Regions from separate parts of the Ovis aries genome. Here region 2 is linked to region 1. The links are chromatin contacts, called in public Hi-C maps. All regions are on one chromosome and are shown on one strand. The core of a region is the stretch at or near the end of the contact, and the rest is flanking DNA. Distances in the headings are between cores, read along the strand shown.

Region 1 (7,695 bases), core at 1,392-3,891:
GGAGACAGGGTGTGGCTTGAATGGAGCGCTGGGGTTCAGAGAGGGCAGGCGGGTCCCGCTAGGCCCACAGTTGGAGGTCTGAGTGGGGGTCTCCTGGGCGCCCCACTGCCCAGATCTGTCCCCCTGGCCAGAGTACTGGAGCTGAGGAGATGGGATAGGGGTGAGCCCTGTGTCTGTCCCAGGGCTGCTGAACGAATGCCCGAGACTGACTTAAAAAGCCAGAAATTCATCCTTTGGAGGTTGGAATCTGAAATCAAGGTGCCAGCAGGACCCAGTTCTCTCTGGAAGCTTCCAGGGCACGGTCCTTCCTGCCCCTCCCTGCTCTGGTGGCTCCCCATGTCGCATGGCTGAGGCCACCTCACTTGAGTCTCTGCCTCTGTCCTCACGTGGCCTCCTCCCGGGTCTCTGTCCCTCCTCTTCTTACAAGGACGCTGGTCCCTGGATCCAGCTCCCACCCCACCCGCTCTGACCTCACCTTAACCACTGACATCTGCCAAGGCTATTTCCAAATACAGTCACATGCTGCGGTTCTGGGTGATCATGAATTGTGGGGGCACACTCTTCAACCTACTACAAGCCTCATTTGGGCAGCATGGGTGGGAGCCCCAGGCCAGTGTGAAGCCAGGGTCCTGGGGAGGGGCCCTTGGGGTAATGATCAGGGGTCCCAGAAGGTGCGCTGGAGCCTGTTTCTTGAGGTGGGAGTGGGTCAGTGTGTGTCTGCGTGGAAAGAACTGGCAGACAGAAGGTGGGACTGAGCCAGGAGGGTCCCTGTCCCCACCTCCCCACCCTGCCACACACACTCATACACAACCACACACACATGTACACACACACAACCACACATGTACACACACGTACACACATGCGCGCACATGAACACACACAACCACACATGTACACATACATGCACACATATGTACATGTACACACACCCATGTGCACATCTACACACATGTATACACATGCGCGTGTGCACACACACACACACACAGAGGCACACAGGGCAGTGTCATTTCCCATTTTGCCCGCGATGGCCAGGGCCTCCCTCCTGCTGTTCCTGGAGGCTCCTCCCAGGCCCCAGCGAGTGACCCTGAGGCCCAGCATGACCCTGGGCCCCAGAAATGTGGGTGCTTCCCCTGGACAGGGGGTGGGTGAGAAGGGGTGTGGCCCCCCAGGCTACCCTCCTGGAGCCGCAGTTGCCTCCTCAGTGAGAAAGGGTAACACTGTGAGGGGTTGGAGGCTCCGCAGGGTGACTGGGGGTGACTCCAGTCCGGAAGCAGCCCTGCTCCAGGAGGGATGAGGGCCCTGTGAAGAAGCTGGGGACCCCCAATGCGGGGGCTGAGCAGGCAGAGCCCTGGGTGCAGCCCCTCGCCCTGGGGAAGGCCGGAGCCCCTCTGTGAGCCTGGCTCAAGGGAATCTGGCCTCCTGGTCCCACCAGCTCTGCACACACACTCACACACTCACTTGCACATGTAGATGCCCTGTTACACTTATTTTCACATGGAAGGCTTACACACGCAACCACACACACTCACACTGACCACTCCCTGGGATCATTCAGCCAGACCTCCTGGCAGCAAGTACAGAAACTTCTCAGAGGCCCGGCCTCCCCTCCCCTCCCCCTCTCCCAGCCCCTCCAATGCTCCTCCCCCTTCCCGTCTCCCTTTCCCTCCCCAGCCCCTCCACTGCCCCCCTTCCCCTCCCCAGCCCTTCCTCCAGCCCCTCCCCAGTCCCTCCCCCAGCCCCTCCCCCTGCTCTCCACCCAACCCCACCCCAGCCCCTCCCCATCTCCTCCCCAGTCCTTCCCCAGCCCCTCCCCCTCCCCAGCCCCTCCCCCAGTCCCTCCCCCAGTCCCTCCCCATCTCCTCCCCAGCCCCTCCCCCTGCTCTCCTCCCCAGCCCCTCCAGCTCTCCCCTTCTTCTTCGGGGCCTCTCCGGCCCTCCCGCCCTCCTCCTGCCCCAGTTTCCGGTCTTCCCAGTGGAACTCAGAACAGGCAGCTCCCGGCCCACCCCACTGCCTCCCTTCCTCCTCCCTTTCCAGGAAGGTCTGGGAACCAGGCGAAATGAGTCAGGTGGAGCCCCCGTGAAGCTGGGCAGACGTGGACTGCACACAGTAGGGTCACAGGAGTCCAGCTCCCGGCTGCCAGGCCCCTCCCAGGCCAAGTTCATTTGGGGAGGCCCGGGGCACCCCAGGTTCTCACCTGGCCTCCCACAGCCTCCCTACACCCAGCGCCCCCTGCACAGCCGCCCTCCCCTGGCCCCGGGCCCCCCTCCCCGTCAGCGCTAACAATGACAGCAGCCCCCACCAGGGCCCACCGCTCAGCCCCAGGCGCACTGTCTGGGTCCTGAGACGCTCTCCTTGGTTCCTGTGCTGGAAGGCAGTGGCCAGGGCGGGCGGCCTGTGAAATCCAGACCAGGGTCCCGCTCCCCACCCACCTGGAGCTGCACTCTCCTAGCAAACAGATACTCCGCCTCCTGACTGCCGAGTGGGGACCTGTGTGCAGGCCTAACCACTGACAGTTTGGAGATATTGGGGTGCTGGGTCAGAGCAGGCCTCGGCTTGGCCCAGCAAAGGGAGCCCCTCCCTCACCCTGGCACCTAGGAGTCTGCCTGTCCCGGCAGCTGGTGCCCTTGGCAGGGCCACGCCCTGGTGAGTTGGAGGCCTCGCGTGGAGACTGCCTCCCTTTCCTCTCCATCTGTGGCTCAGATGACGAAGGACCATTATTTATTCTTTGGCTTCCGCTTGCCTGCTGCTCTGGCAGATTTTTTTTTTTCTTTTTTACCTTGAAAAGAAGATCGATTCTGGATCCTGCACAAACCACCCAGCTGACTTCCTGCACTAACTGAGGAGAGATGGTGCCCGGTGGAGCTGACAGCCTGCTCCCTGGAGGAGCCACAGCTCCCGCAGGGGAGGAGAGGGCGGGATCCGCAGCCGAGAGGGTCCCCACGCATTCTGAGCCCCGATCTCGTTCCCAGGGCCGGCTGCCTGCTGCCCCTGGAGGACCCCTGCGGCCTCTTACTAAGTTGCCCTTGGCCGACCTCTCTGTTGCTGGTCACCAAGAGAGGCCTGACCAAGGAGACTGCCGATGGCCGCTGGAGGGTCCAGAGGCTTCTCTGTCCCCCACCTGGACTGCACTGGCCTTTTCACTGGTCCTTCTGTCTCCCCTCTGGCCCCCTCCAGTCCCTCTCCAGCCCGAGGCCATAGGGAAGGTTCCAAGCCCAGCCCTGGCCTCTACACCCCGCTGTGTTCAGCCCGCCAGTGGTTCTCCATGACTAGCAGCCTCTGCATGCCCCCTCTGGAGCCTCCCCCTGGGGCAGCAATTCTGAACGCCCTGCGCCTCTGCCCACCCTTTCATGCCTCTGGGCCTCCGTTCATGCGGTTCCTTCTGACGGAACACCTTTCCTGTCCTCCTCACCTCCTTGCCCATCATCAGCACCTACCTGTCCTCGCAGCCGGGGCCGCTCCTACAGGGCGTAAGGCAGGATGGTGAGTGTGACACCACCTGTGTGCTCACCCCAGCTCTGCCCCTGTACTGTGCGATCTCAGGCAAGCTCCCATACCTCTCTGTGTCTCGGTTCCTCATGGGTACACGTGAGGAGGACTACCCCCGCCGGCTGCCAGGCGGCTGCGGTGAGTTAGGCGTGTGTTTGCACGTGGGCAGCTCTGCAGAGCACCAGGTGTTGTTACCATCAGAGCCCGCAGCCTGTGGCCCTGGGAGATGATGGCTCCGACGGGATGCCCCCGGAGGCAGACCCTGGCTTCCCCCAGCACTATGCCCAGGGCCTGGTCCTGAGGCCAGCGGCACCCCAGAGCTCAACTGGGACCTGTCCACACATGGCAAGGGGGATGGGCCTAGGGCAGCGCAGTGACCACCTGACTCCAAACCAGTTTTCAGCCTCCCATCCCCTCCCCACCTGCCAACCGTAACTGTTGCAGTTTCCACCCCCACAGCCCACCCATCTCCAGTCTCTCCTGATGCAGCAGGGAGCGGCGTCCCCTGGTGGCTGGTGCTCCTTACTGCAGAAGGTTTTCACCAATGAATGAGGACCTTGGCCAGATATCCTCATTCCATAGGTAAGAACCAGGCCTTAGAGCCGCCAGCTCACACTCAGTTGGAAAGTGGCAGAGCCTGGGTTTGGAATCAGGACTGATGCCCCAGCTGATACGAGGGTTCCTGTTGTTGCTTCCCCAGGAGGCTCTGAGTCCCTCTGCCCTCCCTGTGTGCTAAGTCTTTTCAGTCAGACCCTGGGACTGTAGCCCACCAGGCTCCTCTGTCCAAGAATACTGCAGTGGGTTGCCATGCCCTCCTCCAGGGATCTTCCTGACCCAGGGGTTGAACCCACCCACATATGTTACATCTCCTGCATTGGCAGGCGGATTCTTTACCACTAGTGCCACCTGGGAAGCCATCTGCCCTCCCTTCCTCTTGCCAAAGGTGCCCATCCCCGAGCACCCCCTTGAGTTGCATGCCTGGGCTGGGCATGAACTCAGGCCGACCCAGGGCTGCTAGGAGCTCCTGGAGAGTGGGGGTCAGTGCGGCCAGAGATAGATGAGGTGCTGTCCTGCTTCTGGGGCCACACTCTGGTGAACAAGTCAGCGCAGAAGCCACTCAGTATGCTGGCTGGATGGCTACATGGCTAAGTAAGTGTACTCAGCGACTGGCACCCAGCTGTCACTTCTCCAACTACTAAACTCTTACTCATCCGTCAAATCCCTGTTCAGGGACCTCTTCCAGAAAGGAAGCCTCTTCTGAAACCCTTCACATAGGTCTCCGAGCGCATTTCACTCTAGGGGAAGACACTGCAAACAAAGTGCTGTGGGGGGCAGTCACTTGCAGAAACAGCAACGGAGGAGGCGTGAAGTTGCTCAGGGGAGGCTTCTTGGAGGAAGAGGTGGGTTTTGGAACTATCCTTGAAGGGGGACATATTGGCGGGTGGTGATGCTGTGGAGGGGACTGGGTAAGGGAGCTGCTCACCTCGGGTTGCCCACAGAATACCACAAACCAGGTGGCTTAGGGCAACAGAGACTGACTGTGTGAAATCAAGTGTTGACTGTGTTCTCTCTGAAGGCTCTGGGAGATGATCCTTCCTTGCCTTCTCCCGGCTCCTGCCCGCTGCCAGCGGCCTTTGGTGTTCCTGACTTGGAGCCGTTACTCCACCTTCTCTCTCCTCCGTGTGTGCCTGTGTGCAAATCCCCCTTATAAGGACAAATCCACCTTGTAGGGTCCACCCTATTCCATCTGTGCATGTGCACGCTCAATGGTTCCATCATGTCAGACTCTCTCTGGCCCCATGGACTGTAACCCATCATCTGCAAAGACCCTACTTCCCAATAAGGTCACTTTCAAGGTACCAGGGCATACCTTTAGCGGAGAGGAGACACAATCGGACCCGTTACAGTAAGTGAAGTTAGTTCACATGTGAGAAGAGTGGGGGTCAAATTGGGGAGAGCCAAAGGAGGCAGAGTAGGTGAGTGAAGATGCTGGAGATGTTCGGGGGTCATCACAGAGGGCCTGATGCCCTGGGGCTGAGGCACTGGGGGGAATGGGGTCAGCTAGGAGCCTGGAGAGGCCAGACAGGGTCATACCAGCCCCAGGGCTTAAGCCCTGACACAGAGGTGGGCTTCAAGCTCATTGGTCACTTGGGTCTCCTCATTTAACCTTCATGACGGCCCCTTGCTGCTGCTGCTGCTGCTGCTGCTGCTGCTGCTGCTGCTGCTAAGTCGCTTCAGTCGTGTCCAACTCTGTGCGACCCCATAGACGGCAGCCCACCAGGCTCCACCGTCCCCAGGATTCTCCAGGCAAGAACACTGGAGTGGGTTGCGGTTTCCTTCTCCAATGCATGAAAGTGAAAAGTGAAAGTGAAGTCGCTCAGTTGTATCCGACTCTTCACAACACCATGGACTGCAGCCCACCAGGCTCCTCCGTCCATGAGGTTTTCCAGGTGAGAGTACTGGAGTGGGATGCCATTGCCTTCTCCGATGATGGCCCCTTAGGTGGCTGCTACTAGGCCCCAGTTTACAGAGAGTGGGGCTTCTCCAATGACTCAGTGGTAAAGAATCCACCTGCAACGCAGGAAGCACGGGAGACCTGGGTTTGATCTCTGGGTTGGGAAGATCGCCTGAAGAAGAAAATGGCAACCAATGCCAGTCTTCTTGTCTGGGAAATCCCATGGACAGAGGAGCCTAGAAGGCTACATACAGTCCGTAGGGCTGCAAAAAATTGGACATAATTGAAGTGACTTGGCATGCACGCACGTACAGAGGAGGAGAAAAGCTCGAGGGCCCACACCTAGAGGTGCTAAACTAGGTTTGAATGCGCTTAAACTCCAGGCTAGTGTGCTGTGTCGTACAGCTGACCGGAAGAGGCTAGGATTTCATGTTTGACTTGAGGACCTGTATGCTCCCACAGCCTTTGCTTCTCCTTGGTTCACAGACCTGGAGATGTTGCCGGAGACGGTGGCCTCATATCCCATGACATGGTTTATACGCCCTCAGAGGTGTCCCATGTGGTTGGTTTATTTTTAACCTGCTTTGTGGGCATTGGTTTTGTTTGGCTGGCTGAATTTTGAAGGAGATTCAACAAAATCAGCAACAGCTCTGGTCCTCGGCAGTGAGGGAGCTGACTGGGCCCTTGCACACACCAGCTCACTTAAATTTCCCAGAGCTGTGCGAGGTCAGAGAACCAGCTCCACGGAGCTCCTGGTTCCAAGTGGCAGAGCTGTGCATCAGGATCTGTGTGATGCCAAGTCCATGCTCATGGTCCTCATCCCTGCAGATGACCTCTGACCAGCTTAGCCCGGCTGCAGGGGACAGTCCCCCTCCCCTCCTGCGAGGATCCAGGAGAGCTGCTCTGTCTGTGAAGCCCTCCATATCCCTTGGCTTCACTGTGGAAAACAGTATGGGAATTCTTCAAAAAATTAAATGTGGATCTACAGACCCCCCTTCTGAGTATACACCCAAAATCATTAAAAGCGGGGACTCAATCAAATGTCTGTGCACCTGTTCACAGCGTCGTTAGTCACAATGGCCCAAAGGCGGAGACAACCTATTTACCCACAGGCCAATGAATGGATAAGCAAAGGGGGTCCACACACAGACCAATGAGTGGATGAGCAACAGGGAGCCACACACACTAGAAGATATTATTAATATTCAATCTTTAAAAAAGAAGTTCTGGCAGATGCTACAGCCTGGATGAGCCTTGACGGCAGTATGCTCAGTGAGATAAGCCGGTCACCAAAGGCCAAATGCTGTAGGATCCCACTTACACAAGGGACCCAATGTAGTCTTGTTCACGGAGACAGAAAGCAGGATGGCGGGGGCCAGGGACAGGACAAGGTGGGGCTGGGGAGTTAGTGCTTCATGGGGACAGAGTTTCAATTTAGGAAGATGGAAAGTTTCTGGAGGATGATATGATGAGGACTGAACAGCAATGTGGATATCTTTTTAAAGTAACAATGTGAATATACTTAATACCATTGAGATGGATACTTAGACATGGTTAAAATAGTACGGTTTGTGTTATGTGGCTTCCCTTGTGGCTCAGCTGGTAAAGAATCCACCTGCAATGCGGGAGACCTGGGCTCGATCCCTGGGTTGGGAAGATACCCCGGAGAAGGGAGTGGCTACCCACTCCAGTATTCTGGCCTAGAGAATTGCATGGGCTGTATAATCCATGGGGTCGCAAAGAGTTGG
Region 2 (7,695 bases), core at 2,287-4,786, 220 kb before region 1:
AAAAAAAGAACTGGGAACTGAAAACAACTCAGATGTCTCTTCCACCAATAGGTGAACTAGCTGTGAGGCTGTCAGACCACGAAGCATCATCAGAAATAGAACGAACCCTGATGAACAGCGACAGGAGTATCCTAAATCACAGTTCTGAGGAAAGAAGCCAGGGACCTAAGGGCAAGACATGCAGGGCAAGACCAGCTCTCCGGTTCGGGAGACCCAGCCAGCCGCTGCCTCAGGGGTGTGGGGACCGGCTGCACGGGGGGGCTGGATGTGCTCGTCTGAAGACAGTGCTCCAGTCATTCCCTCAGCGGGCTGACAGTGCGCGGTTATGTCTCAGTAGAGTCGAGAAGGAAAACGGGGCTGTAACCGCTCTCTAGAGGCAGTGGCTGGGGGGCGGGGGGCTGGGACTTTGGGGTGCTGTCCTGCTCCCGAGTCTGGGTGTCAGTGACACCAGCGTGCTCCTTTGTGAAGAATTCAATAACCTCAATGTATTTGTGCCCTTTTCTCCGTCTAAATTACTCAATTAAAATAGCGTTAAAACACACGCATTTGGAGACAGACGGAGGGTGACGTTGTGAGCAGGTGTGTGTTCACTTCTTTCACTGCTTCTCCTGCCCAGTGTGGACCAGCGTCAAACTGCCTGGTCAGGCAGCGATTGCCTGCAGCACAGTGAGGCTGAGTCCCAGGACAGGCCTTCCGACCTCAGGGCCCCGAGCCGCTGCCCAACACATCCACTGTCTGTCTCCACCCACTCTCACAAACAAGATGGATCTCCTGACCGACAGGACCTCTCCAGACTCACCTGCAGCGTGTGGTGCTGGAGGGACGGAGAGTCAGGCCAGGCGGTGGAGGACAAGCACTGCAGCCGGGCTCACAGCCCCGCAGCTGAACCCGAGATGCAGGCAGGGCAGCTCACTGACCACCCCAGCGTGTTGTATTCAACCTTACAATCACCAGCTTAAAGATGAGGACGCGGGGACTCAAGATCCCAACAAAGACTTGGGAGGGCCACATCCCCGACCTTCCTTCCAGGTGCGGAGGCCCAGAGGGAGGGGCCGCGCCCCGGCCTTCGGGTCCCTGCACTGGGAGCTGGGCTCTGCCTCCCCCCTCAGGGTCCCCGGTGGTACAAACCCCAGTCTGGCGGCCCAAAGGCTCCAGGAGATGAGGCTGGGCCTGGGGCCTCATGCTGATGGTCTCAAGAGAGCAAGATTCCCGACTCTGCTAACCAGGTAGCAAGCACGGCACGCCTGCAGAGCTTGATTTCCCATTTCACCGTGAAGATGGAGGGAAAGCTTGACTTAGGCTGGGCAGTTCTTCTGAGTGGTGTTCTTGACTTGTCAAGAGGACAGAGAGTAAAATGAATAATTTTGGGGAGCTTGTCTGTATATTACTTGATCTGACAAGTCATCTGAGAAATTTCAAATGATCTAAAGGAACAGAACCAAAAGAAAGGATATTACGCCAAGAACTTTACTGGCAACACCTTTTTAATAGGTCAAAGTAACTGTACAGTTCATTATATTCTTCCTGAGAATAATTTATATCCCCCAACAAACTAAAGGGAGGGTGTATTTTTCAAAATTATTTAACAGAATGGATGGTAAAACTGGACATCAAAGGAAAACCAAATCTCTGTTTCGCCCAATTCTCTCCTGGGAAGACAGACACAATGAAGGGTTAGTTAACTCCAGTGGCTGTAAAATAGTCAACATGGCTTTAATCTTTCTTTATAAATTATATAAAAATGGAAAACAGGGATGGTTCCAGAACTTCTTCTCAATGCAGTTTGGAGGTGCTCTGGTACAAAGCATTTCTGCTTCCGAGAGAAATAACATCGCTACAAAAAACTGGCACGTTATTCTGGTGAAAAAAGACAAAAGTTTTTAGTGTGTTCTACAGCTAGTTTCCAACCAAATGTTTCACACACCCACATGAAAGTAAAAGGCAGGAAGGAGGACAGGGTTGTAGTTTTTTTTTTTTTCTGAAATGACTCAAGTCTTCAAAATATAGCTTTTATATTCTTCCTCTGTAAAGTGGTATTAGCATATTGCAACTGAAGAGTGTTCTGACGACAAAAATTCCAGTCTGGATCGCAAGTCTGCGGTTGGCAAAGGGCTTCTCAGCCCCGTGGTTCCTGGAACCCTCCGCTTCCTCCTCTTCTTCCAAAGCAAGGTCTGGCCAGTTCAGGAATCAGCACGTCACCGCCTTGGCCATTTCCACGAAAGCATATCCTGACACAAGCGCAGCCTGTCCTTCATCATTCTTTAAGAGCTTCTCACAAAAACGCCACACTGTGGATCCCGGACTTTTCTGAACACCATGATTAAAGAGCCGAAACAAAAACAACCCAAATCAAAACGCAGTTAAACTTATGTGAGATTTCCAAGCAGCCGTCAGTCAAAACGTTGGCACTGGGCCTCGCGGCGGGTGGGGCAGGGGTGGGCCGCGCTCAGTGCGGCCTCGGCTGCCCCAGGGCCTTCAGTCTGGCCTGATCGATGACGTCGAGCAGGTTCTTGGCGTCCACGGCCAGCGCGTGAGCAGCCGTCAGCATCTGTTTCTTGTACTCCTGCTGCAGGCTGGTCATGACGTACTGCTGGGCCAGTTTCATCTTGTTGATGAGCTCCCCCAGGTCAGAGTTCAGCAGCTTCTGGGCCATCTCGATCTGCAAGGACAAGAGGGTCAGGAAAGCTGCCTGTGGTCACTGCTCAGGGGTCTTAGGCGCTCTTCTTAGCTGCCTCCTAAGAAAGAGGCTCTCTTCCCTGGAAAGAAGACAGAACTGGGTCTCTACCTCCAGGCCTGCATGCCTCTACTGCACCTGCCGTAGGACCTTCCTTTGCTACACGGAAGGTGGTTCACGGGTGTCAGGAGGCCCCGCCCCACTTGGATGTCAACTCCAGACCCTTCCAAACAGATCAGTGGGCGAAGTGGGGGTCGCCGTGATCTATCTACCTGCTCTTTACACAGTCAGCGAGCACTTTTGTGTACAAGGCCCCCGGAGCTGTGGACACAGAGATGATCAGAGAAACTACCCCACAGAGACGGACCCGGAGAAGAGCAGGTCACAGCTCTGAAGAGCAACAGAGATGCCACGGGGGGCGCGTCCCAGCAGCTGGCTGGGACCTCACCCGCTCGCTGGCTTCCACCGTGAAGGGCCTCATGGGCCCCCCGCTCACCGTGCTCCTGTGAAACGCAGTAGGGGGAGGCCCGAGGGGTTTCAGGAAGGGGAATGCCATAACCCAGAAGGGGCGCTAGTGTGTGAAGGGACTGAACCGAGGTGGGGAGAGCTTGGAGGCTGCGCAAGCAGCTGAGAGAGGCTGTGGTCCCTCAGGGAAGAGGGGCGAGGCCACGATGATGGAGAAGCAAGGCCTAACCTGAAACGTGACAGCAGACTCTGCGTGCGTGTGTGCGTGCGTGTATGCGTACATGCGTGGTTCATGCTGGGCAGGGTGGTGGGTGCACACTGGTCCCACTGACAACCGCAGGAAGAGCGTGCGGTAGGGGCAGACTCCCGCCGAGAGCCGGCGCCCGGGGCTCAGGGCTAGGGCCACTGACAGCAGGGGGGCGGCCCTGAAACATCGCGAGCTGTAGGTGTTGAGAGAACTGCGGTGGAGAAAAGGTGTCTGTGAACACTCGGGGGCACCTTGGGGTGGTCACACTCAGGGCAGCAGAGAAGAGCTGCAGGGGGTGGCAAGCAAGGTCGGAGGGAGGGAGGTTCTGAAATCTGGGGGTCTCACCAGGGAGTCAGGACTTGGGGTGGCCTCCGGGCCCCCTGGCAGGAGAAGTAGAGAAACGCTAACACTGGGTCCAGAGGGACCTGGCCAGGTAGACGGGTGGGAAGGCGGGAGGAAGCAGGAGAGCAGGAGGCAGGGAGCGTGCGCAGGAGAGCCAGCGACAAGGCGGGGCCGTGGCAGGCCTGGCAGCTACGGCTGCGGTCAGACCTGGTCACGCTCAGTCGGTAGAGAATCTGCTTGCAATGCAGGAGACTCGGGTTCAACCCCTGGATGGGGAAGATCCCCGGGAGAAGGGAATGGCCACCCAGTCCAATGTTCTTGCCTGGAGAATTTCCATGGACACAGGAGCCTGGCGGGCTACTGTTTCCTCACTTCTGGTACCTGGAGTTTCCTCATTCTGGTGCAAAATTGTTAATTGCAGAAAACCAATTAAAGTTCTAATAAAGCAGACAAAGGCGCTAATCTCCTAACTGGAGAGAAACATAAAGCTACACGGTGACAACTGGGCAGAACCATTTTTCAAAATGACGTTAAGTGGTGTCGTGCAAGGGGATCGATGTCACATACAGAAGACCCGCGCAGGAGCTGTGCCCAGCTGCTCCGTGTGTCCTGACACTGGCTGGGCGGGCTGCCCAGGACATGGCCTCCCGAGGGGATGCAGCGGGGAGGGGGGACCCGGAGCCTCGTGGCCTGGTCCCATCGTGGGAGACAGCGAGCACCTGAGCAGCTGGCCCAGGAGAAACACAGAGACACGCTGGTGTCAGGGGCCCCGTGAGCCCTGGGCTGTAGCCCACCAGAGGGAGAAGCTGGAACATGACCCTGTCAGTCGGTGTGAAACCCCAGTAGTGGTGACTGTGCCGAGTAAGAGAACAGCCCCGCCATCAGGGAAGGTGAGCGGAAACACCACAGGCAGGGGCATGACAAGCACAGCCCCTCCCAGGGGGCACCAGAGATGCAGATGCTGGTGAGCAGACACAGAGAGACTGCAAACATGGCCCAATGGGGCAGGCGGCAGACTGGGGCGGGGGGACCTGAAAACTCATGGTGCTGTTCTGGAAACTTTCTATAAGTCTGAAATCACTTCAAAATAAAAAGTAAAGAAAAAAAAAACTAAGAAAACAAAAGCAAGGCCTGCTGGGCTGCAGGACAGACCATGGGCCATCAGAGAGAAAGCAGCAAAGTGGACGCAGGAGACGGGGGTGGCGAGGCGAGGGAAGTGAGCAGGGCCAGGTGTGGGCTGCAGACGCTAAACTTACTTACTGGTCACAGGTTTTCATAGCACTGCTTTCAGTGGGAATTTGGGGTTGCTCACAGAGGAACTCGAGGAAGCGAGCAGGAGGCCTCTCTCAGCCCAGCCCGCTGCTCCGTCCATGCTCCCGAGGACTCCACGGGGCCCTCAGTCCCACACCCATGCTCCCACCTGCCCTCAGGACGCCCTGTTCTTCAGGGCACGGGCGCCATTCACCCCACGCGGGCCCCAGGATGGACGGCTGGTCCTCAGAGTCCCTGACTGGGGCGCTGGCCAGAAGGTCACGCCCAGCAGAGCAGTCACCGCAGCCCCCAGGGCCCACACGCTGCCCCCTGGATGAGGCCCTACCTCTCGGTGGGTGCTGGCGGGCAGGACAGGAATGGTCTCATCCACCGTGGCCAACAGTGTCCTCAGGGCCAGGCCGACTTCCTAACAGACAGGAGACCACACCAACGTTAGGACGCACACCAGGCAGCTCCATGCCAGCCATGACGGTGTCTCCTTCCAGCAACAGGACTTTCATTTCCTTTTCACTACTTTGGGGGAAATTTCTGTATTTCTTTTCCATAGTCCTGAGCATGATCTCGTTATGAGGCAGATTCAGATCTCTGGACACCCACTGCTCTCCTGTCTGGGGAACAGGGGATCAGGCACGGAAAGCGGGCTGCGTGTGCATAGAGACTCTCTTCTCTCCCTGGTGTTTTCCACAGCCTCAAGGGGCAGCTGGGAAGGCTGTGGCTGTTACTACATGTGGGAGCAAACGCCAGGTGGCACCAGCTCTGGGGCCCACGCTGACCGTGGGGCTTCATCCACTATGCACACGGGGCACAACAGCCCTCCCCTGGCCACTCAGGGTTTAAAGGGACCAAGTGTAATTAAAAATGGTATGACGCCATGGGGGTCAACTATGTAAGGACTCAGGTGCTAAGTTATGCCTGCAGCATGGATAAGACCAGTAAGGACAAGGTGCTCATTACCACTTGATCAGCTGACAAAAAGTATCATACAGTTAAAAAAGCAGCTTCTGTAAAGTCACCCTAAAAAATTTTATTATGTACAAAATCCTGACTGCTTTTGTATACAGTTGAGTTTATTAGTATTTAGAAAAAAAAAATGCCTGTGGTTCCTGCAAGTTGACCCTTAAGAACTTTGGTTACAGTTGCTATGGGAGTAGGCTGCAAACTCAACCAGAATGGATTAACTGGGCTGTCCACAAAATAGCATGGCTTCCAAGCAGCTATTCTACTCTGGGGTTTAAAAACAGCTGCTCCAGAGATGGCTCACTGGTACACTAAAAATGTTGTTCAATCCTGCAACTCTATAGAAAAAGGAATAATCCTGTTGAAAAGACAAATCGGAAACAGGATGACCACATAGTCAAGCAGTTCCGCTTCTGGGTGAACGCCCTGCAGAGCTGCAGGCAGGGTCTCCCCGGTTGCTACAACCCGGGGAGACCCTGCCTGCCCTTTCAAACATAACTGCCTCCCCTGCCCTGGCGGCACCAGACTGTCGGTGGTCTCCTGCAGCTGTTCTCACCTGAGACCACCTGAACTAGCCGCCACCGTTGATGGCTCTCCTGCACAGGACACTCTGGGACCGAGGTCGGGAACAGCAGTGGTCACTGGGAGGCGCAGGCCTTCTGAAGCGGTGGGATGGACGGGCCTGAGGGGCGCGGGGTCCCGAGGCCATGTGCATGACGGGGCTCAGCTCACCTTCACCATGGGGACGTACTCCTCCGGCGGGGCGGGCTGGATCTTGCTGGACATCTCGATGACCGCTCTCACCAGGCCCGTCACGTTCTCATACACCCTGTCGTTGGACCGGTCCAGGTTGGCAGTGGGAGGGGGGCTGATCTCCTGGGGCTGAAGCTGCCAATACAGAAGCCGGTTATCTTTCCCTCGTCCAGCAGATGGCGACATATCACCGCAACGCGGCTAGGAAGGGTCTTTAAGGGAGATCAGAGTGGATCACTTAAGGGGTCTTGTCTTAGGGGACACACTTCAGTCTGAGGATGATGGAAAGCAGTTCATCCAAGTGACAAATGACTAAGGCACAACTTTTTCTAACTCTGAGCTCAGTTAAAGGAAATGAGAGGGAATCGCACGTGCTGTACTCGAAGGCCCGCTTCATTCAGAGAGGCGATTCACTACTCTAAATCCCCAAAATCATTCAACAGAAGAGGAAGAGCCCGGGAACCCCACGCCTCTCTGAGGACTCACGGTGTAACAAGTGGACAAGTGCAAGTCCTCTTTAAACGGACACCCTCTGTGTGCTGGGCACTGCTGCAGCGGGGGCCGTGCGGGTGCTGCTCTGTGCGGGAGGCCCTGCTCCCTCACCCCCAGTCGAGATGGGGTGAAGTGAAGGAGCACATGTGAAGGTGCCTACCGCAGGGCCTGGGCACACAGGCTTCAGCAAGTGCTACCCGAGACAACCTGAGCCCTGAAGGCTGCACCGAGGCCCCAGAGCAACCACCAGTGCGATAAAAAGTCCAACTGGCCGCCCAGGCATGAAAGGACAACACGCGTCTATCCTGACAAGACCCAGGCACAGCAGCAGCACTTGTCCTTGTGGACCTGCTGCCAGCGCTCAGCCTCAAACTCTGGGGCCATCTCTGAGCCCCGGGACAGAAAGCGACAGGAGGGCTTCACCACGGCACAGACGCTCATGGCCCCCTCTGCGGCAAATACACGTGCTGCCCTGGGGAGAAACCAAGCAAAC

The links. Hi-C and Micro-C count contacts between places; a contact is called where the count stands out from the background.
Region 2: a Hi-C map of omental adipose tissue shows a contact between it and region 1, with 3 times the contacts expected there. The contact joins two enhancer-like sites. A contact is called at or near these places in 4 of 16 Hi-C or Micro-C datasets (blood, muscle, omental adipose tissue and 1 more).

What each region holds. Positions count from the first base shown.
Region 1 is chr9:15,739,512-15,747,206 of ARS-UI_Ramb_v3.0, reverse strand. No RefSeq gene overlaps it. Among named protein-coding and RNA genes, the nearest start is that of DENND3, 33 kb to the right of the region's middle. Within about 2 kb of position 2,641, at least 15 of the 54 cell types and tissues checked have an H3K27ac peak or open chromatin away from gene starts, as enhancers often do.
Region 2 is chr9:15,960,797-15,968,491 of ARS-UI_Ramb_v3.0, reverse strand. It overlaps PTK2 (protein tyrosine kinase 2), which reads right to left. Exons shown (of 35, transcript XM_060419975.1): 33 at 6,690-6,845; 34 at 5,326-5,406; 35 at 1,467-2,659. The coding sequence ends at 2,447. Among named protein-coding and RNA genes, the nearest start is that of AGO2, 20 kb to the left of the region's middle. Within about 2 kb of position 3,536, at least 2 of the 54 cell types and tissues checked have an H3K27ac peak or open chromatin away from gene starts, as enhancers often do.